4 separate regions of the Mus musculus genome follow, and regions 2, 3 and 4 are each linked to region 1. A link is a contact called in public HiChIP or PLAC-seq and promoter capture Hi-C data. All regions are on one chromosome and are shown on one strand. The core of a region is the stretch at or near the end of the contact, and the rest is flanking DNA. Distances in the headings are between cores, read along the strand shown. Region 1 holds the start of Kmt2e (lysine (K)-specific methyltransferase 2E). Region 2 holds the start of Atg9b (autophagy related 9B). Region 3 holds the start of Kcnh2 (potassium voltage-gated channel, subfamily H (eag-related), member 2). Region 4 holds the start of Klhl7 (kelch-like 7).

The links. Promoter capture Hi-C pulls out the DNA fragments that hold promoters and counts their contacts. HiChIP or PLAC-seq counts read pairs in DNA pulled down with a chosen protein or histone mark.
Region 2: a contact with region 1 is called in a promoter capture Hi-C map of pre-B cells, with 3 times the contacts expected there. The contact joins the promoter of Atg9b here to the promoter of Kmt2e in region 1. A contact is called at or near these places in 5 of 39 promoter capture datasets (the C10 cell line, the HPC-7 cell line, cranial neural crest and 1 more), 1 of 484 Hi-C or Micro-C datasets (Th1 cells), 3 of 115 datasets of contacts at active chromatin or transcription factors (extraembryonic endoderm stem cells, pancreatic cancer cells and thymic regulatory T cells) and 1 of 9 other capture datasets (pancreatic islet).
Region 3: an H3K27ac HiChIP or PLAC-seq map of thymic regulatory T cells shows a contact between it and region 1, with 4 times the contacts expected there. The contact joins the promoter of Kcnh2 here to the promoter of Kmt2e in region 1. A contact is called at or near these places in 2 of 115 datasets of contacts at active chromatin or transcription factors (double positive thymocytes and thymic regulatory T cells).
Region 4: a promoter capture Hi-C map of pre-B cells shows a contact between it and region 1, with 3 times the contacts expected there. The contact joins the promoter of Klhl7 here to the promoter of Kmt2e in region 1. A contact is called at or near these places in 3 of 39 promoter capture datasets (cranial neural crest, hippocampal neurons and pre-B cells) and 2 of 115 datasets of contacts at active chromatin or transcription factors (extraembryonic endoderm stem cells and pancreatic cancer cells).

What each region holds. Positions count from the first base shown.
Region 1 is chr5:23,433,053-23,435,926 of GRCm38.p6, forward strand. Kmt2e (lysine (K)-specific methyltransferase 2E) reads left to right here and starts at 1,412. Exons shown (of 26, transcript NM_026984.2): 1 at 1,412-1,731. 5031425E22Rik (RIKEN cDNA 5031425E22 gene) reads right to left here and starts at 284. Exons shown (of 3, transcript NR_165300.1): 1 at 158-284.
Region 2 is chr5:24,390,666-24,393,539 of GRCm38.p6, forward strand. Atg9b (autophagy related 9B) reads right to left here and starts at 1,478. Exons shown (of 14, transcript NM_001002897.3): 1 at 705-1,478; 2 at 539-582; 3 at 352-416. The coding sequence starts at 1,251.
Region 3 is chr5:24,350,119-24,352,992 of GRCm38.p6, forward strand. It overlaps Kcnh2 (potassium voltage-gated channel, subfamily H (eag-related), member 2), which reads right to left and starts at 1,486. Exons shown (of 15, transcript NM_013569.2): 1 at 1,090-1,486. The coding sequence starts at 1,165.
Region 4 is chr5:24,099,071-24,101,944 of GRCm38.p6, forward strand. Klhl7 (kelch-like 7) reads left to right here and starts at 1,520. Exons shown (of 11, transcript NM_026448.3): 1 at 1,520-1,804. The coding sequence starts at 1,685.

The sequences.
Region 1 (2,874 bases), core at 162-2,661:
GCGCTGCGGCGGCGGTGGACGTGCCTCTCCCCCCGCGCCCCAAGGAGACCCAGCGCCATCTTGCCCTGACGCAGTTACAAAAGTCACAGGAGAAATTGCGCCTCCACGGCCGCACCAGCGCCCCAAAGTCTCGCAGAGGCCGAGCCAGGGCCCTCACCTCGCGCAGGGAGAGGAGCAAAAGGTCGGGGAAGAGCCTTGCGACTTCCTTCGGCACTGCTTGGGTTCCACAGAAGACGCGGCGACAACGATCACCGTCATCACTTCTCACTCTCTGCCTTTGCAACAGCCACCCCCGACGACTCTGGCCCCACCCGCTGCTGCAGCATGAGGTCATCGTCAGCCAATCCCTACGCGCCCGACAGAAATCACCAGACGCCGATTGGCTGCCGACACCGCCTCTGCCTCTCCCCACTCCTCTTACGGAGCACCCAAGGTCGTGCTGCGGGCCAAGAAGACGGAAACCGCCATTCCGGGGAAAGGCCCCCAAAGCCAGATCCGTAATCGCTGTGTGATTTTAGTGGAGAACCCTGTTTTGTTCCTTGGCCTCCCCTTTTCGGTTCGAGAAACCAGCTCTGTCCCTCCCTCGTTTAATCACCGCCACACAAACGAACTCCCGCTCCCCGCCCAGCACACTGTCCCGCGGCGGGGAATCCTTCCCCGGTGCTAAGAAGTATAGGAGGCGGCGGCAGCGACTGCACCGGCAGCGGCAACGGCAGCTTTTACCCCATACACGGTGGCAGGGAGGCGGCGCTGACGATGGCTGCAATTTTTTCTGCGGCTTCTCCCCCCGACCTCTTGCGTTTCTCGCTCCTCCATCGAGACAGCGCGGGACTCGCCAGCTCCGCTTTTATCCGGTGCCCGGAGCCTGCGCACTGGAGCCTCCTCAGCCACTAGTGGGCGTCGAGTGACAATCCGACCGGGCTCACCCTGAGCTGGCAGGCCAGGCCGGGGGGAGGGGGCTGCCGGGACTGAGGCTGCTTGGGGGGTAGGAGCAAGTGCATCACCTTAGGAAGTGATGGGAGGGGGGTCGTCCCCGTCCCTGCTGTCATCCTTCTACCCACTAGTAGCATCCTCACGCTCACCTACATCCAGGCTTGAGGGCTACTCGGGGACAACGGGTAAAGAGCCAAGCCCACCAGCTAGCAAGACCTCCCCAACCGTCGGCGGATGGATGAATGCACCTGTTGTGGGAAAGACGGAGTGTCTGGCCAGCTCGCGGCCTCTAGCGTGACGTCTCCACGCCTCGGCGGAGAGGCCGCGTCGGGCCGCAGCCCATAACCAAGATGGCGGCGAGTAGCTTCGTCCCCTCCCCCCTGCCCCTGCGGAGCGGGGCGGGCGGGCCCCGTGCGCTTGCCGCCGCCGCCGCCGCCGCTGCCGCCGCCGCCGCCGCCGTCGCCGCCGCCATTTTCCCAGAGCGAGAAGCAGTGACACTGAGCGGGCGCAGGGGGCCGAGTCGGAGATCGAGCCTGCGTTCGGGAGCGGCAGCAGAGGGGGCATAGACACTCGGAGCAGCCTCAGCGTCTCCTCGTCATTCCTGCCGTGGCCCGCAGTGCCCGACTCTTGGGTTCCCACTGAAGACGCTGCGCGCTGCTGCTTGGGGAGGGGGTGTGGAGTCGGTTCTGCGACCGCAGTGGCTGTCGTCGGGGGTCGACCGAGCGCTGAGGTGTGGAGAACCTCGCCCGGGGTCGAGCCGATAACAGGGTTCGGGTGTCTGGTGTGTGACCATCACAGGTCAGTGCCTGTCGTGTCTGTGGGTGTCGTGGGGTCCACGGTGGGGGGACTTAGGGCTCTAGGGAGAGAGGGTCGCTGTCCTTCGGGAGCCGGGCGTCCACACTGAACCCCAGGCGCCTGTGCTGGGGCCACGTCGCTTGTGGAAATGGAATTTGTCCTTTCTCCTGCCTGTCCCTGGCACTGGGGCATTATGGCGGGTTTTGGGGTTGTGGAAGGGGAAACTGGCAGTTAAACCCCCTTGAGAGTGGGAGTTAGGGAGGGGGCGCCCTCCTCCCTGGTAGCGGATTCAGGCCTCCGGGGTGAGGAAGGAGGCTTGTGACTGGTGTCGGAGAGGTCCCGCGAGCTGCCAGCTCTCCCCTCCTCCAGCTGCATCTTGTTCGGGTGCAGAGAGAAGACGTTTAGGCCCCATTTTCTTCTTCCTGCCCTTGTTCCCTGCCATTCGGTGGCATAATGTTCTCTTAAATGTGAAAGGGGTTAAAAGAACGCCTTGGGCATCTCTCTTTGTAGGAGAGAGACCGCTCCTCATCCTCTCCGGAGAGGGTAAACCCGCCCCTAAGGTGGTCACCCCAGTCAGTACCCAGCCTTCGCAGTCTCCTCCCCCGCTCTTCTTGCCTTACTGCCGTCCTTTACTGTGCCAGAGCCTTAGAATCCACAATATGGCTCATTTCAGGAAAGCTTATTTTGACCGAAGGATTGGCACCGACGCGGTGGCAGCAGACAGAGATGAGAAACAAACGGTTCCCTGTGCTAAACGGGGGAGGAGGGAGAGAAAAAACAATCCTGGGTGCTTGCCTCACTGGCTTTAGTTCCGCCTAGATCCGCCCTATCTAGACTGTCTCTCAAGAATGATCAAATTTAAAGTCAAAGGGAAATCACTGGAGTTAGTTCTAAAGTAAATTTCGGTGTTGCTTATTTTATTCATCCTTTAGAGATGAAGATAATATATATGTGTTTGCAGTTCTGGAGACCTTGGAGAAGAATCAAGTGAGGTGCATTCAGCTCTAGGTTGAAGATAGCAATACCTAATTGGGAAACAGTCTCCCTTTCCCTTTAATTTCTGAGATGGAGAGTAAAAACTGTAATTTCCCTCTTTTGTCCTTTACAGATTCTAAAAATGGCGGCCCCAGGCTGATGTTGTGGTAA
Region 2 (2,874 bases), core at 228-2,727, 960 kb after region 1:
TGACGGACGGACAGACTCCTAGCCCAGACACCAGACAGGCTGCAGCTCTATTTGGCCCCCTGGCCCTTCAGAGCCCCAACCAAGCCTAAAACTGAAAAGAAGAGCTGGGGCATAGCTCAGTTGACAGAGTCTGCCTAGCATATAAAGCCCCGGATTTCATCTCCGGCACCACGTAAACTGGGTACAGTACTGTGCCTGTAATTCTAGCACATAGGAAGTGGAGGCAGGAGGGACAGGAATTCAAGTCTAGCCTAGGATACATGAGACCCTGGGTCAAAAAATCAATAAAGTAGAATAAATACTAAAATCAAGAAGAAAGAGCAGAGCTTAGGGATAGGACTGGCTTCTCACCCCAGCTGGAAGACATCCTCCAGCAGGATACAGGCAAAGCCATTCCGCTGATGATAGCTGTAGATGTGGCAAGTTTGTCAAGAAATTTGCCTAAGCCTACGGACTCTTCCCGTAGAAACTTCCCCCACTCTTCCCTGCTCCACAGTCCCCCCACCATGCCCCTCTGCATGCTGGGCACAAAGGATATCTTGGTGAAAAAACTGTCCAGGTTCTGGATGTGATGCCAGGAACCTGGGCACAGAGAAACAGTGTCAAGACTTGGCATTGTCCCATTTGTGATTAATTTCTCTATCAAACCCAAACCTGCCTCGACCCCCTAACCCACCCAACCTTCCATATACCCACACACTCACCGCGGAGTCCTTCGGGTACATGAAGCAAGGGTTGGTGGTCCTCCCCATGGATAGGGGAGTCTTGAGACCCCTCAGGGTCACAGTCCTCTAGCCGTTCATAGTCCTGCTCAGGGATCAGAGGGCCCATCCGCAGCCCAGGATGGTCCTGGGGGCGCGGGCAGGAGGGAGGGGGAGTGGCCGAGGCCAGGGGTGGGGTGGAGTGGGACCCCCACGAGGGGGAAGCAGAGGTGTGTATCATTGTGGGATGGGCCTGCGTTGAGGGTGTGGTCGGGGTGGGTAAGACATTGTGTGGAGTCTGAGAAGCCCCTGCCTCCTGAATCACCAGGCAGGGAGACCCTGAGGCCGGAGGGAACACTGAAGAGGAGCAGCTTCTTGTGCGAGGGGCAGGGGACAGAGAGAAGACAGAGATCCTCCTTCCCCCAGTTCCCCGGCATGGAGAAGCAGGCAGTGGCAGTGCCATAGGGAGCAGAGGCACTGAGCTGGGCCCCAAGTCTCCCCACCGCCCCCGTTGCCTCCTGCTCCCCCCCCACCCCGTTCGTCTCACCATCAGGCCGCAGCTTCTCTTGAGAGGTTGAAGGGACTGGACTGCTGTTGTTTCCACAGAGGTCAGTGAAGCTGAGCGGAGACTTCAACAAGGAGCAGGACAACAACAGCACTAGGTGACTCAGGCTGGGCAGGCCTCAGGCATGCCAACCCTCAGCCACCTGTGTGATCACTCACACTCCTTGCAAGGCAACCTGGGGCCCAAGCCCCATGCCTGGGACGGACACCAGTTTAGGAGGCAGGGGCTCAAGAGCTATTGGGATTAGAAGAGACACCTATGATCTCTGCTTTCAGTCCTCAAGGGCACAAGTGGCAAAGACAGGGCAGCTGCAACAAAAATAATATGCACAGAGAGCAAAATCCTATCAGAGGGCTCTAGCATGTGCAGACAAAATAGTGAAGCTCTCGTTCCTACAATTGCACTCCCATCCCTTCACACCTGTGGGCACCAGTCAGTAGAGAATGATTTAAGGCCACATGCCCAAACAGGAGGTGCATTCAGATTTCCCAGCACTTAGGAGGAGACAGAGTAGCGGGATCAGGAGACTGAAGCTGTTCTGGGCAACATCTGACCCTATCTTAAAAAAAAAAAAAAAAAAAAAAAGCTGTATATTTTCTTTCTCTGAATGAAAGAGGGCAGACTTTGTGGTTAGCCAGGAGAAAACAAGGAGTAAAAGGAAGGAGTGCTAGCCATCCTAGATTGGAGCTTAAGGAAAAAAGGCTGGTTCCTTGAGAGTTCCACTGTATCTTCCTTATCCTCTTGAACCCTGATGTACTCTCCTCCAGTCCTGACCTGGTGTCGGGGCCTCCTGAGACACGTCAGCGCAGGAAGGCAGGGGCCTTGAGAGGATAATTTGGGTGTGTGGGGATGGACTGGCTCAGTTGAGTTCTTTGTTGTTGCCTCACCCGGGAGGAGGAGGCCCAGGTGGCTGGTCTGATGGCTTGCCCAACGCCATTCCCAAGGCCATGAGTCACCAACTGCCCTACTGAAGCCCATGCCTGAGATATTGACTTATGGAGCAGGTGTCAGGGCCTCCAGCGATCAAGCCAGTATCTCAGAGGCGGAGAGGAAAACTGTGCTTCCTAGAGCATTTCCTGGAGGAGCGTGGAGGACATCCATGGAACATCCCACAGGTTTATCCCAGACTGCCTGATTTTCTTATATAACAAGAGTTCATGACTCCCATACTTTTGTGTCTAGGTAAGGTGCAAAGCTATGCTTTGTGGCAAAATGGAATCCCAAGGAAGTGGGCGTGGGGGGGTACCCCGGTGGCAGGAAATTCCCATGATCTTTCTGAGACCTCTAGAGAGAGAGAGGTTAAGTGTGGCTTTAGCTGGTACCTCCCTCTGACATTACTCACATATAGTATATACTTGCTTAAGACTACCTCTACACACATCCTTATCTCCTCAGCCCCAAACTCAAGCAAATTCTGGCTCATTGCTCTGTCTAGTTTCACTCTGCTCATTCCAGAGCATGACTTTGCGACCCTCAGCTCAAGAAAAATTGAGTCCCGGAAGCACCACCAATAAATGACAATGATACTAGTAACATAACAATGTTCAAATGTCCAGATGGATTACCAGAGAGTAAATGTGAGCTAGAAACAGCACCCCCTGGTGGACA
Region 3 (2,874 bases), core at 236-2,735, 920 kb after region 1:
AGTCAGTGGCAGAGGCGGGGCCAGAAGCCAAGCCTCTAGGACCCAGTCCAAGATCTTCTCAGATTCTGCCCCTGCCTACCTAACTGGTAGGAAAAGAAAGCCCGAGCAAGGGCCTGCCCCCTGCCCTTAGGCCTGCACCACCTCTTCGGGATCATCCTGTTCTCTGTCTAGGGACAATGCTGCCCATCCAACTGAGCCCTCCCTCCCAACACAGTAAAGCACACATTGTCCTGTGTGCACAGGGTCACAGGCAAGGAATGTCACCCTCCTGCTCCAGGGGCCCTTTGCAGTCACACACTCTGTGGCACATGCAGCCTTGAGGACAGGCACACCAACACCAAACATTCACCTAGCCTAGGACACATTTCTGGAAGTCTCCCTTGCCAGGTCCGAATAAGGGGAGTTGTAGTCACCCAAACCCAAAGGGGCTTGGGGTACCATCCCCAGCAGGAAAGTCCACCACACTGGAACTCCATGGCCAGCCTGTTCGCCCCAAAGCCAGCTTCAGGTGTGCAGCAGCCTCTCAGCACAGGGCCCACAATCTTGGGGACTTGCCGGAGACGCCTCTCCACGGCCCATGCAGACTCGAATTCATTAGTGACACAGGGATTTGACCATATACTTGTCACACACTCAAGAGCAGATTTGGTCACTAATCCTACACCTCTAGTTTTAGTCTGTCACATACAACACAGCCAAGACTGGAACGCGCAGTGTACTTTTAGGGACCAACAGCTTAGGTCATAAACAGTCTTAGGACAGCACACACACACAATCTCATCAACTCTGGACATTTAGAGTTGGAAACACCTACACATCTCATCCCACCTCCCTTTCCTGCACATTCCTGGTGTCATACTCACTCTCCGACCCCTAGCTGCAACACTAGGCCCCTTGGTCCTATGCCAGTGGTCCCTGGCACCAAGCCTTGTCCCCTTGGCTCCTGGCGTAAGTCTCAGGGCCCACCAGCCCCTACTGACTCACATTTTTGCACTGCACACGGCCCGGGCACGCCCCCCCAGCCACACTCAGCAGAACTGGACCCACCCCCCCAGACCCCCTCCCCGCCTTGCCCCCTCCCCCACTCACTCTGGCCCTCAAACTTGCGGATGATGGTGTCGAGGAAGGTGTTCTGCGGCGCGACGTGGCCCCTCCGCACCGGCATCCTGAGCCCATGGGCGGGCCGGGCGGGCCCCCACCCACCCTGGCCCGGCCCGGCCCAGCACTAGGCTTCGGGTGGCCTGGCCGGGCCGTGGTCTCCGCACCCCGCGGCCAAGCTGAGTGCGGGCGGGGCCGGAACTGGACCGAGGGCGCGGGATTCCCGCTCTGCTTAGTGGCTGCCGGCTCCGGACCCTGGGCCGGGCCTGAAGCTGCTGGAGCTGCGGCGCCGGCACACCTGTCTGTCGACCCGGGCTGGTGGTGCCACGGGCCCGGCTGCACCTCGTCCCCGCGCCGCGCTCCGCCCGCTCCAGCGCCGGGCTCCCGGCTCACGCCTGCCCGCCGCCGCCGCGCCGACAGCCGCTCCAGCGCCCGCGGCTCGGGCAGCGCCTGCGGCTTGGTCCGGCGGCTGAAGGGTTAATGCGGCGCGCGCCCCTCCGGCTCCGGCCCCCGCCTCCCGGCCCCCTCCTGTCGCCGCGCGCCGGCAGCACCGCCCTCTCCCCGCCACCCCGAGCGCCCGCCCTTCTTATTGGCTGAGCCGCGCCGAGCGCTCCCGGAGTCCCAACCCCTCGCTCCGCTACCGCGCCCCCGGGACTCGCGCTCCGCCGAGAGGGGGAAGGGACCTTTAAGTAGGGGAACGGTGAGGACAGGTGCGATGGTCGGTTTGGAGGTGACCAGGGAGAAGGGCATATCGCCCCCTCCCAGACTCAGGACTGAGAAACCCGATTTGATGGGGACAGGACCAACCCTTTATCTCCTGCTTCCCTGCTGCGCCTAGGGCAGGCTGAGTACCCACAGCTCGATGTCGGAATGTGCTGTGGGTGACGGGGTTGAGTGAGGCCTAGGCTCTGAGATGAGCCGCCCTAGGACCAGGGGACAGCCAGAAAATGGGAAGAACAGGGAATGTGGAAGCTGTAAAATTTTGAGACAAGGGTGGGTGAGCCGTAAGAGAGGCACGCCTCCCCTGTCTCCAGGGAGTTATAACCTCTCGGTGGTTATTCGAATCTCTCCATGGATGACACGTACAAAGAGACCGACAGCAGTTGCGGCCTTTTAGCTGTAAGAGCAAAGCGAGGCCCTTCCTTGAGTGCGAGGTCCCAGCCAGGGGATCCCCGTGAGCTAGAGGCCTTCCCTCCCTCTGCTGAAGGAACCTCATAGGCCCAATAGGAGGGCTTGGGGCCCCCCGAGGCGGCCCGGGCGGCCCAGCCCCCTCGGAAAACCCTGGCCTTGCCTTGGGCCCCTCCCCCTGCCAGCTGGCTCGCTCCAGCAGCAGCTCCCTTATTTAGGCAAAGAGGTCTGAGGATGCTCAAGGGCAGGCAGGGTGTCCACCAGCCGCCTGCCCACTGCCTGCCCACCGCCTGTTGGGGCCTGAGTAGGGGGCTTCGGGCGGCTGAGGTGTCCTTGATTTGAGCAGCTCAGCGACGCCTGGGGCAGGGCAAGGCCGAGAGGCGAGTGTTGACAGCTGAGCAGGCCTGCTGTGGGGAGGAGCCAGGCAGCTGGAGTTGAGGCGGCCTTGAATCCCCTCCCCTGCCTGCAACCCGGATCAGAGGCCTGTCTAGATGGATGGGGCCATGTGGGGGTTCCTGAGGGCTTGCAGCTGCCTCTGTCCTTGCAGCAAGGGGCTGGGTCTTGTCACCAGCGGGAACCTTCATTGGATGGGGGAGAGGGGGCGACGGACGGCGCAAGAAAGGTCGCCATGAGACCACGCCAGCCAGA
Region 4 (2,874 bases), core at 270-2,769, 670 kb after region 1:
CACTTTTCTTTAATTACAACTTGATGTTTGTTTTTCTTTTGGGGTGTCATTTTATATATTTTCTTGGTTTTGTTACAGTATTGGATTTGTTTGTTTGACAAACAACTTAAAAGTTGGGTGAGGGCTGGTGAGATGGCTCAGTGGGTAAGAGCACCCGACTGCTCTTCTGAAGGTCAGGAGTTCAAATCCCAGCAACCACATGGTGGCTCACAACCATCCGAAACAAGATCTGACTCCCTCTTCTGGAGTGTCTGAGGACAGCTACAGTGTATTTACATATAATAAATAAATAAATATATTTAAAAAAAAAAAAAAAAAAGTTGGGTGAGCAGGGACAGGAAGATCTGGAAGGATCTGAGGGAGAGGAAAAATATGATTAGAATATATTTAATTTAAAAGTTATCTTAAATAAAACATGTTGAAAGGGGGCATCATATATATATGACGTCTAAAACTTCCAAAAGGATTTTCTCACTGTGCTGTGGTCCACCAACTTGATGCTCCCACCAGTGTATCTGGTAAACGCCTTGATTAACTTTCTTCCCCCACCTCCTGCAGATAAATATATTTATCTAATCTCTTTTATAAAGAAACATACTGTCCAGGATATGTTCAATCCCTTTTTAGGCCATTGCTGACCCTATGCAGCTTAAAATAATTTATTTAATTTTCTTTTAAGCAGTTATTGTTTTAGATCAACAGCGGTCTAGATCATTTTACATAAAACTTCTGTCTAGTTCTTCATACATCTAGGTAGAAAACTGAGGCTATGTAGAAAGTTCATTACTAGAAATAACGACTTCAGTCCTGTGTATTCCTAAACAGCAAAATAAAAAACTCATTATGAACATGTTTCTGTGAGTTCTAGGACTGAGTTCTGTATTCCAGTAGAACTGCCCGGGGAAACCTCAATAAAGTTGGCTGGAACTAACACCTGCTCTCTAGTTTTTTGGTTTTTTTGATTTTGTTTTTTTCCCCAGACAGGGTTTCTCTCAGTAGTCCACCACTCTCTGCCTCCACCACCACCATCACCCACCAGATCTGTTTTAATGAGAAAGACAGCCTACTAAACAGGCAGGCATGTCACGGAGAGGAGAAATCGACAGGACAATGGTTTTGCTTTCTGAATCTCAAACAAGTAACTCTTGTGCTTATCCTAAATAACCTTTGCCTTGCAGTATGCAATTTTCCTGTAATAGTTACTGAGCGCCTACAATGAGCCCCAGTCTGAAAAGGCAGTGAAGAACTGACCCTGTTCTCAGGGAGCTTACGCCATAGGGAGACGTCTTAGTTTGTTCTATTACACAATTATCCAAAATAGATCATCACGAAATCTAAACCTGGGAAGTCGGCCTTTGGTAGAAGAAAAGCACACGCGAGCTTGGATCAGGCCGAAGGGTACCCACTGTTGAGGACGCCGCACCGCGCGACGCAGCCGGTTGCTAGGGCGTCGCGTGGCTGTGACGCACTGCCCCGCCCCCTCCTCCTTAGAGCGCACCCCCCCCGCCCGACCCAGTGCGCATGCTTGGGACTCCCTTCGCTTGCAACCGTGGCCGAGTTGGCTTCGTCTCGTCCTCCTTCGGCTTTCCCGCAGTTCTCCGAGCTCCGCCGCCGAAGCCGTGCTCCAGACTGCCGCGTGTGGCGGGCAAACTGTCGCCGCGAACCCGCAGAGGGCAAAGAGAGGATGGCCACCTCCGGCGTGGAAAAGAGTAGCAAGAAGAAAACTGAGAAGAAACTTGCGGCTCGCGAAGAAGCCAAGCTGCTGGCGGGGTTCATGGGCGTCATGAACAACATGAGGAAACAGGTGCGGGGCGGTGCGGGGTGGTGCGGGGCGGTGCGGGGCGGTGCGGGGCGGTGGGCAGGGGTCCGGCGGAGGCTGGCGGCGGGGCCGGCGCCTTGGCTGACGGCCTGCTCCGCCACGGGGCTTCCGAGGCCCGCTCGACGGGGACTCCTGCGGCGGGCGGGGGGCCTCCGGGGCGGTTGTGTAACCGGTCTCATCCAGTTCCCCGTGAGGCCTGGAGCCTTCCCTTACCGTGCGGTGTCATCTGGAGCTCTCGGAGGGAGGCTCCCGCCCCGCCGCCCTGTCACCCAAGTGGCACGAGTTGATAAATCACCTGTCATTTAGGGCGACGCCAGTCACCAGTAAATAGCAGTTTTCTAAGGGTTCTGGCGCCACTGTTAACCAAGAGGATCTCTTTGTGCTGTCTTTGATTTTGCCGTGTATTGGAGAAACCGCAGCATTTGGTTGAAAGGTGGGTTATGAAAGGCACGGCTTAACGATGGAGACGGTAGATAGGTGTTTGATAGAATTAACTAGATTATAACCTCCAATAGACCGGTAAGCAGGGGAACACCACTTGGTTGGTTTTTGGTTCCGTGAGTTTTACTTGGTAGAGAACACATTATGGATTCTGGGGATGTTTGTCAGTTTGTTGACTCTGAAATCTGTTTTTCAAGAGGACAAAGCACTACAGATAAGCTTGAGTGATTAAAAAACCTAATTCGGCTTTCTGACGCTTTTGCTGTGAGTATGGGCAGCAGAAGAATCTTAAGATTTATTTCGGAAGATACCAACTCCTGATTTCTTAAGGCCAAACACTGGTCGCAGCAGTCTTCTCTTTGTTCACAAGATGGCACACTGCTCTGGTTGTAGCGGATAGATACTATGTTTTCAATGCCTATATCTTTCCTGGTTTTTATGCTGAAATAGCTGTGAATGGCTGGCTTCTTTATTAAAATGCATCTCTTTTCATATTTGTGTTCTTTTTGTGTAACCTTTTTGAGATCTACAGAATTGATGATTTGAGATTGCAAGTGTCTTTGATGTGTACCTCTAGTGGTAATTAAATCGAACTCACTGGTGCTTAAATTTGT